Regions from separate parts of the Hordeum vulgare genome. Here region 1 is linked to region 2. A link is a contact called in public Hi-C data. All regions are on one chromosome and are shown on one strand. The core of a region is the stretch at or near the end of the contact, and the rest is flanking DNA. Distances in the headings are between cores, read along the strand shown.

Region 1 (4,117 bases), core at 232-2,731, 350 kb after region 2:
ATCGCAACTGGTTCATAAAAGTACAGTGTGCTAGTACTACTAAAAGCTGCAAGCTAGGCTAGTCCTAACTGATTCACAGTGCTACTACTAGGAGTAGTAATACTGTACTTTCTGTTTCAGATCGTATCAGCTAGGCTGCTAGCCAGAGCCCAAACGATGAAACGATTGGAGCGTTGCAGGACACAGAGACAAAACCAATCAAGCCAGAAAAATGCAGCACGAAAGCAAGAATGCTCAGACGAATAACACACGGAATCAATCAATCAATTAACCCATCGAACGAACCAAAGAACTTGAGTAGAGTAGAGTTGCGGGCTAGACAATCATCTTTAATTTGTTCCTCCTACTGATGGTGATCTAGATGCTAGTAGTAGATGGATGCGAGGTCGGTGATGTGAATTTTCACAGCCCGATCAAGTTTCTTGAGGTGGTGACGCCGCCGTCCACGACGAGGTTGTGGCCGGACACGTATCTGGAGTCGTCGCTGGCCAGGAAGAGCACGGCCTCGGCGATGTCCCTGGGCCTGAGCGTCGACCCCTTGAGCGTGGCGAGGCTCCTCACCACCTCCTCCATCTTCTCCACCTCCTGGTCGCTGGGCACGGCCACGTCGAGGCCGATGTCGGCGTCGGCGTCGTCGGCGGCGGACGCGTCGTGGCCCTGGCGCCAGGCGTTGATGAGCATTGGGGTGGCGACGCCGAAGGGCGAGACGCAGTTGACGCGGATGCCGTGCGCGCCGAGCTCGCAGGCGGCGTTCTTGGTGAGCCCCACGATGGCGTGCTTGGAGGCGGTGTAGGCGTGCGGGCCGAGGCCGCCCAGGACGCCGGCGACGCTGGCGATGGAGACGATGCTCCCGTAGCGGCGGGCCATCATGGCGCGCCCCGCGTGCTTCATGCCGAGCGCGGTGCCCAGCGCGTTGACGCGGAGCACGCGGTCGAACTCGCCGGCGTCGAACGTGAGGATGCTCTTGGCGGCGCTGGTCTGCCGGCCCAGCACCCCGGCGTTGTTGCAGAAGACGTCGAGGCGGCCGTAGCGCGACACCGCACGGTCGACGGCGCGCTCCACGTCCTCCTCCACCGACACGTCGCAGCGCACGGAGCCGACGTGCGGGCCCAGCGAGGCCGCCAGCGCGTCGCCCGCGGCGTCGTCGATGTCCGCGATGAGCACCTTGGCGCCGTGCTTGACGAAGAGCCTGACGATGGCCTCCCCGATCCCCCGCGCGCCGCCGGTGACAATGGCCACCTTGCCGTCGAGCCTCTTGTGCATGGGGGTGGGGGCGCCGCTGGCGTCCCACCCATGGGCGTGGTGCGACGGCGACATGGCGGGCTGGTGGGCCTTCTCCGGCATGACGTCCAAGGCAGGCATGGCGGTGGCCGTGGCGAGCTCTTGCGCGTAGGCGGCGAGGCTGGTGCGCAGCGCACGTACCGTCGTCTTCTTGAGATGAGAGGGAAGTGTGTGAAGCGCGGCGAGCTTGCTGTTGATGGTTTAGGGGGAACGCAGGGCGGGGTCTACTTATAGGCTGGCCGGGCGACTGGTTGTACGGCCAGCTCGCGGGACTACACGTAATTCAACGCGTACGTAGTTGTTGCTTCTACTATCTAGCCTAATGAAAAAGTTGTTGCTACTAGTTTATCATCGTTTGATTCGTGATTAGCCAAGCACATACAGTAGTAGTAGTATGTGGCAAGCGGTTCAGTAAGTAGAGGGTGCTTGTACATGGTTGTCTGTCTGGCACTGATGTCATGGTCTTTGCGGCCAACTAAACAGCCTTGTTTAACTCTGATCGGATCAGCACGGAGGGCGACACTGCCTCTGACCGGACTGCATATCTCCGGTCCACGAGGGAGAAAGAAAAAACCCAGAGATGTTGCCAACGCCAGCGCATTCGTAGAAGCGAGGGCGAGGACGACCAACGGATGGAGCAACTAGCAAAAGCAAGGCCGAGACCGACGGGGAGAGAGCCGCACACGGTTGGGCGGACGGATCGGGTTGACCGCGGCTTCAGGTTTTGGGGCGCCGGAGATGGGCTCCGATGACCGCAAGTTACGTGGGGGTCGATGGTCGTGTCCTGGCTGCTGGCTTCAGCTGATGCCGATGCGTGAGCGTGACTAACTCAACAACTAGGACGGATTTCCTTTCAACCATCGGTGTGGACGCTCACAAGATTGAGGAGCACGAAACCGATGCCCTTTTATATTTGTTTTTTGGTTTTCGTGGGACTTTGCATTGCATGGGAATGAGACTACCCGAGGGTTGCTGGGTCAACCCCCTTGAGAGGAGACATTGTGTTTGCTTGGGCTTTCGGCTCTCGACTTTTCAGGCTGGGTAGTTGCCGACCGGAGCCCGGTTCAACACCCCCCTCCTAATTCTACGTGCGAGAACGGTTCCTACGCAACACCATCCTCCTCCTAAGTCCTAACCTAATTCATCGCTTTACTAACCCCTTTTCTTCTTCTTTTGATTTTGAATGAAAACAACAAAAATATCAGCCTTTTAGTGTCTCTCTCCTCTGGTTGGGCTTCACGGTTCCTTTTTCGTATAAGACTGTGATAAGTCTGATTGATCATTATACCTAAAATATTTGCCCAACTTGTAACGTACACCCCCTCGCTTTACCGCGGTGATCGAATTAATCGCCTCGCTTTTTATTGACTCATGGACAATGGTGACCCTAATTTCTGGCCACAGACCGAACAGCTCCATCACACATTCATGCATGGGAACATTTTGGTCGCCAGATTAATCGCATCCAATCGGTACAGAGGAGACATACATATACAGTGCAGAATAGTCTTTTTTTTTCTTTCCTTGCCAGGATGAATAGTCTCCTTTGAAAGGAGACGAGTTTTAGTCCACCCCACACCAACGGCAACCCCAATGTTTAACCTCTACCAAAGTCAAAAGCGAACAAGGCCACGAACCCTACCTCCGCCATCTCATCAACTCTGGGTATAAAAAACTGGCTTCGTCTCTCGTCGGGGCCCGGTTGCAGACGAGCTAAACGAATTGACCAAATCTTGGCGTCACCGCCTGAGCACTTTTGCAGCTAGCGACCAGAGAATTAACTTCACCCAGTACTACTCCGTAGGCATACCGTATTCGTATTACCCATCTCCTCTTTTTTTTGAGCGTATACCCCCTCTCCCTTACGCACGTACTTACATCAGTCTTATCCCGCACCGTGTACATGCATGTATACCAGTATATGTACTGGTGACGTGATGCTGATGTTAACACGTATGTTGTCGAGGTGAGGAAGCCAGGGTGTACGCATGCTACTTATTGAGTTTCCGTGAGATGGCGTAGGGACGTGGCGCTTTCAGTAGACTTTTCTGAGTTATACTCCCACGTAGTTGTAGTAGTATATCCTCTCGTGGAAGGGATGGAGACTATGAAATGAGGGTTAGTTTGTTACGTGGACGAATCTGCTCTTTGTATTTGGCTCTTGACCTTAAACTATTGCTGCTTGCTCGCAGGTCAGCATCGATCGCCTGGCTAGCTAGCTAGCTAGGCATAGCCATGTTATGGCCAAGCCAAGTTGGAGCCAAGCAAATCCATCTTAGCAAAGGCCGGTGCAAGGCTAAGCTCTCGAGACAAGGCTAACACATGCATTATTGATGCCGGACAAGGACAAAACTGCAGGGAAATTAAGCTCCTAATGCTCATTATCTATAGGCCATGATCCGATGCACTCAATTAGTTTTTTGCAACGAGTACTCTGTTGCAATAGCGGCGAACACCTCCAAAATATTTCCGGAACAAGTGTCATGTTGTCAAAAATTTCTACAACATTACCTTTGTTGCAAGGCTTCTACAATACGACCATTGTTGTAAAGATGTTTCTGTAACATTGTCTCTGTTGTAATGGGTAACGACACGTAGGAAATATTTTACAAATGTTTCTGTAATTTTATCTTTGTTGTCGAAACTACTATATAACAAACTCTGTTGTAAAATATCTATAGATGTTTCCGCAACATGATATTTGTTGTCGAAAATATTCTATAACAAACTCTGTTGAAAAAAAAATCTACACGTGTTTCCGCAATACGATCTTTGTTACGAAAAATATTTTATAACAAATTTTTTGCAAAAGAAAATCTATAAATATTTTTTTGAC
Region 2 (3,598 bases), core at 280-2,779:
GAGATGGATGTCTACTTGGCTACTTGCGTGGTAAGAAGAGGAAGAACAGTCAAAGAACTACTTTGACTACTGTTTGTACATTTGGCTGTAAGCAAATGCTCCGAGAGCTATCCATGCATGCCCAGACGTGGTGCTCGTCTAACTGGAGTTGTAGTATACCCATTCTCCGCCTGAGGCCTCGTTTGGCACGAAGAGATTTAACAGGTTTTGAGAGGAAAATCCTTGAAAGGGTCAAAAACCCCACAAAACCTCGGACGTTTATTTGATAAGAGGGGTTTGCTTAACCGAATCCCTTCCGTTTCCCTTTAATCCCTTTCTATTAATGTGTTTCAGGATCTTTTTCAGAGACTGATGGAAGCAAAACCCCAAAGGTTTAAAAGAATTGGGTGAAAGAAAGGGATTCACCAAATCTCCTTAAATCCCCTCCTCTTCAAACCTCCCAAATTCACTTCTACCAAACAAAGCCTGAAGATTTTGCTGCATCATGAGCACGCACCAACCAACCAATGTATCGAACTCGGTGCTTTTAATACTCTTTTGCTCCTCCTCCTTTCCTCCAACAGAATTCATTATTCCCTGGTGCGGTGATACTGCCGGTACGTGCTCTCGGCCAGTCCGGTGGCGACTGACGTCTCTGCCCGGGCCTCCCCCGATTGCCACGCCCCCGGCAGACGACAAACCATGCTGCCTAAAAGACGCCGCATTATTGCGAGTATTGTACTGCTCCTACTGTGCCATGCCGTAGTACAGTACGTATCATGCATGCATGCCAGAGCGTACGTGCGTGCGTATACCCCCTACTCAAGATGCAAGCGCAGGGATTGGATTGGATCGGATCGGATCGGATCGGATCGGACTGATGGGTGCAAATGGTGCCGCGCGCACGGTACTACCAGACACAGGACACGCGCGCGAGCGATCACCCATCCTTCGAAAAAGGATCACTTTCCTCGGTCCTTCCCTGAGACACCGACCTCTGCTCGTGGCTACCGAGCGAGCGACAGCTACCACGAAGTTCACCGCCCCGGAGGCGGGGCCTCTGCCTTCTGACAAGTGACGGCTCACGGAGTATTTGTTTGCATTTTGTGCGCGGTGATTTTGTTTTCTTTCAAGGCAGCAAGCAAGGCTCACCATTTTATTTTGTTATTTCTCCACCGTCGAAGCTTGTACCCGCAGATTGTTACGCAACAGTGGTTGTTGTACAACATTATGGATAATGGATTACAACTGGCCAACTATTGCAGTCTTGTCCAATGGTCCTCTGGAGTCTGGACTCCACAATGAAGTACTCCATCGCACCCAGACACGGACTTCACGCAGCTAGCGTTTGCACCCTATCTTGCACTAAGCCGGAAAAAAACCACGCATGTTACGGTTCCTAAAACTTGGCCACGACGACAGAAGTTAGCATGACAGAGAGTCGCTAATAGCCACGCTTCAAAAACGCGCCCCAGGATAGGCTAGCAGTAGCAGCGCGCGCGGCCTATAAAAGCTGCTCCGCGCGCCGCTAAACCCTTCACCCCTCTCTCCCGCTTCCACCTCCAAGCTCTCAATCACAATCCATCGCCTCGCTTCTCAACAGGCTTCTTCCTCTTCTTGAAGCGGCGGAGACCGGAGCCTACGCGGGGGCTTCGCGGCAGGAGCTGGCTAACCATCAGCAGCCCCACGCGGCGGCGCCGGCGCCGCACGACACGGACGCGGAGCTGGCCGGCGGTGGGGAGACGGAGGAGCAGCGCGGCAAGTTCCTCGTGCTGCGCCTCTACGAGGCGCTCAACGCCCGCGACGCGCGCCGGGCGCAGGACCTGCTGGCCCCGGACCTCGAGTGGTGGTTCCATGGCCCGCCCGCGCACCAGCACATGATGCGCCTCCTCACCGGCGCCGGCACCAACGACGAGTTCAGGTTCTGCCCTCGCTCCGTCGACGCCTTCGGCTCCACCGTCGTCGCCGAGGGGAGCGCCGACGGCGCCGGCCAGCTCCTCTACTGGGTGCACGCCTGGACCGTCGGGCCCGATGGGGTGATCACCCAGCTCAGGGAGTACTTCAACACCGACCTCACCGTCACACGCCTCTCCGCCGCGGCGGCCACCAAGAACGCCAGCGCGAGCTCTCCTACCCACTCCTCATCTTCTTCTACCTCTTCCTCCCCCTCCTCGTCTACGTCCTCGGGCCTCTCCTCGCCGGCGCACACACCCAAGTGGCCCAAGTGCTTGTGGCAGAGCCGCCGCACCGACCGCGCGCGCAAGTCGCTGCCGGGCCTCGTCCTCGCCATCTAAGAACAGAGCCTACCATTGAGTAAGCTGCAAGTTAAGGTCTTGGCGTATGGGCTGCTGAACTCAACTGCCTGCGACCTGCGTGCGAGTAGAGTAATCAGGGATCCCACACTTCCACCACAACCACTATCGCTTTGCGTGCTTGATTACCAGTGTGATTTATTTGGTCTAAATCATGGATTATGATGTGTACTACTACTGCGGCAATGGCTTGCTATTGCGGCTGAATAAAAGTATAATGTATTGGACCCTTAAGCAATGTGTGATGAGTCACCTCCATTTCTTTTTTTCTGTCTTTCCTGTTTCCTTGGTGCCATGAGTGACCGGTCCGGTCTTCAAATGAAGCGAGTGACTCCTGTTTAATTTTATTTCACCACAGATTGAAAACTAATTGAGTCAGCAATTGTTGTTTCCGTAAGAGTGGCACCTCTCATGTATTCTTGGCAAAAAATGCATACGTTGGGGACAAATCAAAGCATGCACGAAAACAAAAGTCTGGATAAACCGAGTACACGGATGCAGAGATTCATACCAGAGTAACGGAAAGTCTCCCGCATCCCGGCGGGAAAAGTTCAGGGTGTTGCTTTCAACGTAGCACACACCAAACAAATCCTTGATGTGAAGTTTGCTGGATTCCCGATGGCACTTGAGGAACACAACAAGTCTGGAATTTCCTCTTTTCTTTTCCAACTGAACTGTCCGTTTCCAATTATTTCTGACGTGTAAAAGGTGGTTGACCCACAAAAAAAAAAAAAACGTCTGGGTTTTCGTTTTGGATCTTCTTCTTTTCTTTTCCTGGGGCCTTGCCTTTGCTTGCAAACTGGGGCATCTGAACTTGCTGTTGGAGAGCACTTCAGGCTTTCAGCACCTTTAGTATAAAGGAGCAGACTTAAGAAAATCCAACAAGTTATACTTTACTTCATCTGAGAAAAGTTCAGGATTTCACTGGCCACACCAGACGCACATAAGCTTTTTGATCTTCGGCTGTGTGATGTGCGTGACAGCATGCCATCACATAATCTGATATGGTAGCTGTTCTCTCGGCAATGAGATGAGATCGATGGGCATTCTGGAACTGGAGGTCTGAAACATGTGCCCTGTTCGACTGAACTTTCACACTCATATGCATGTACCTATCTGAATTATTAGCCGCTGAAATTTTAACGGCGAGCCGGAGAAGCAGTACCCACGAACCAGCGAACTTGCCTTTCGGAGTCGACGTCGGTATGCATGCGCTTTTATTAGGTATACTTGTATACTTGTGGCTGGCATCTGATTTTTGTGGGGTTCTTTTTTTAAGATTTTTTTTTGTGGTTTCTTATGTATGG

What was found. A called contact is a pair of places that touch in the nucleus more often than the background predicts.
Region 1: a Hi-C map of leaf shows a contact between it and region 2, with 2.4 times the contacts expected there. The contact joins the promoter of LOC123450598 here to the promoter of LOC123446576 in region 2. A contact is called at or near these places in 3 of 6 Hi-C or Micro-C datasets (leaf and seedling).

Annotation. Positions count from the first base shown.
Region 1 is chr4H:441,278,837-441,282,953 of MorexV3_pseudomolecules_assembly, forward strand. It overlaps LOC123450598 (sex determination protein tasselseed-2-like), which reads right to left and starts at 1,482. Exons shown (of 1, transcript XM_045127767.1): 1 at 244-1,482. The coding sequence starts at 1,482. The coding sequence ends at 403.
Region 2 is chr4H:440,932,045-440,935,642 of MorexV3_pseudomolecules_assembly, forward strand. It overlaps LOC123446576 (senescence associated gene 20-like), which reads left to right and starts at 1,530. Exons shown (of 1, transcript XM_045123152.1): 1 at 1,530-2,525. The coding sequence starts at 1,857. The coding sequence ends at 2,273.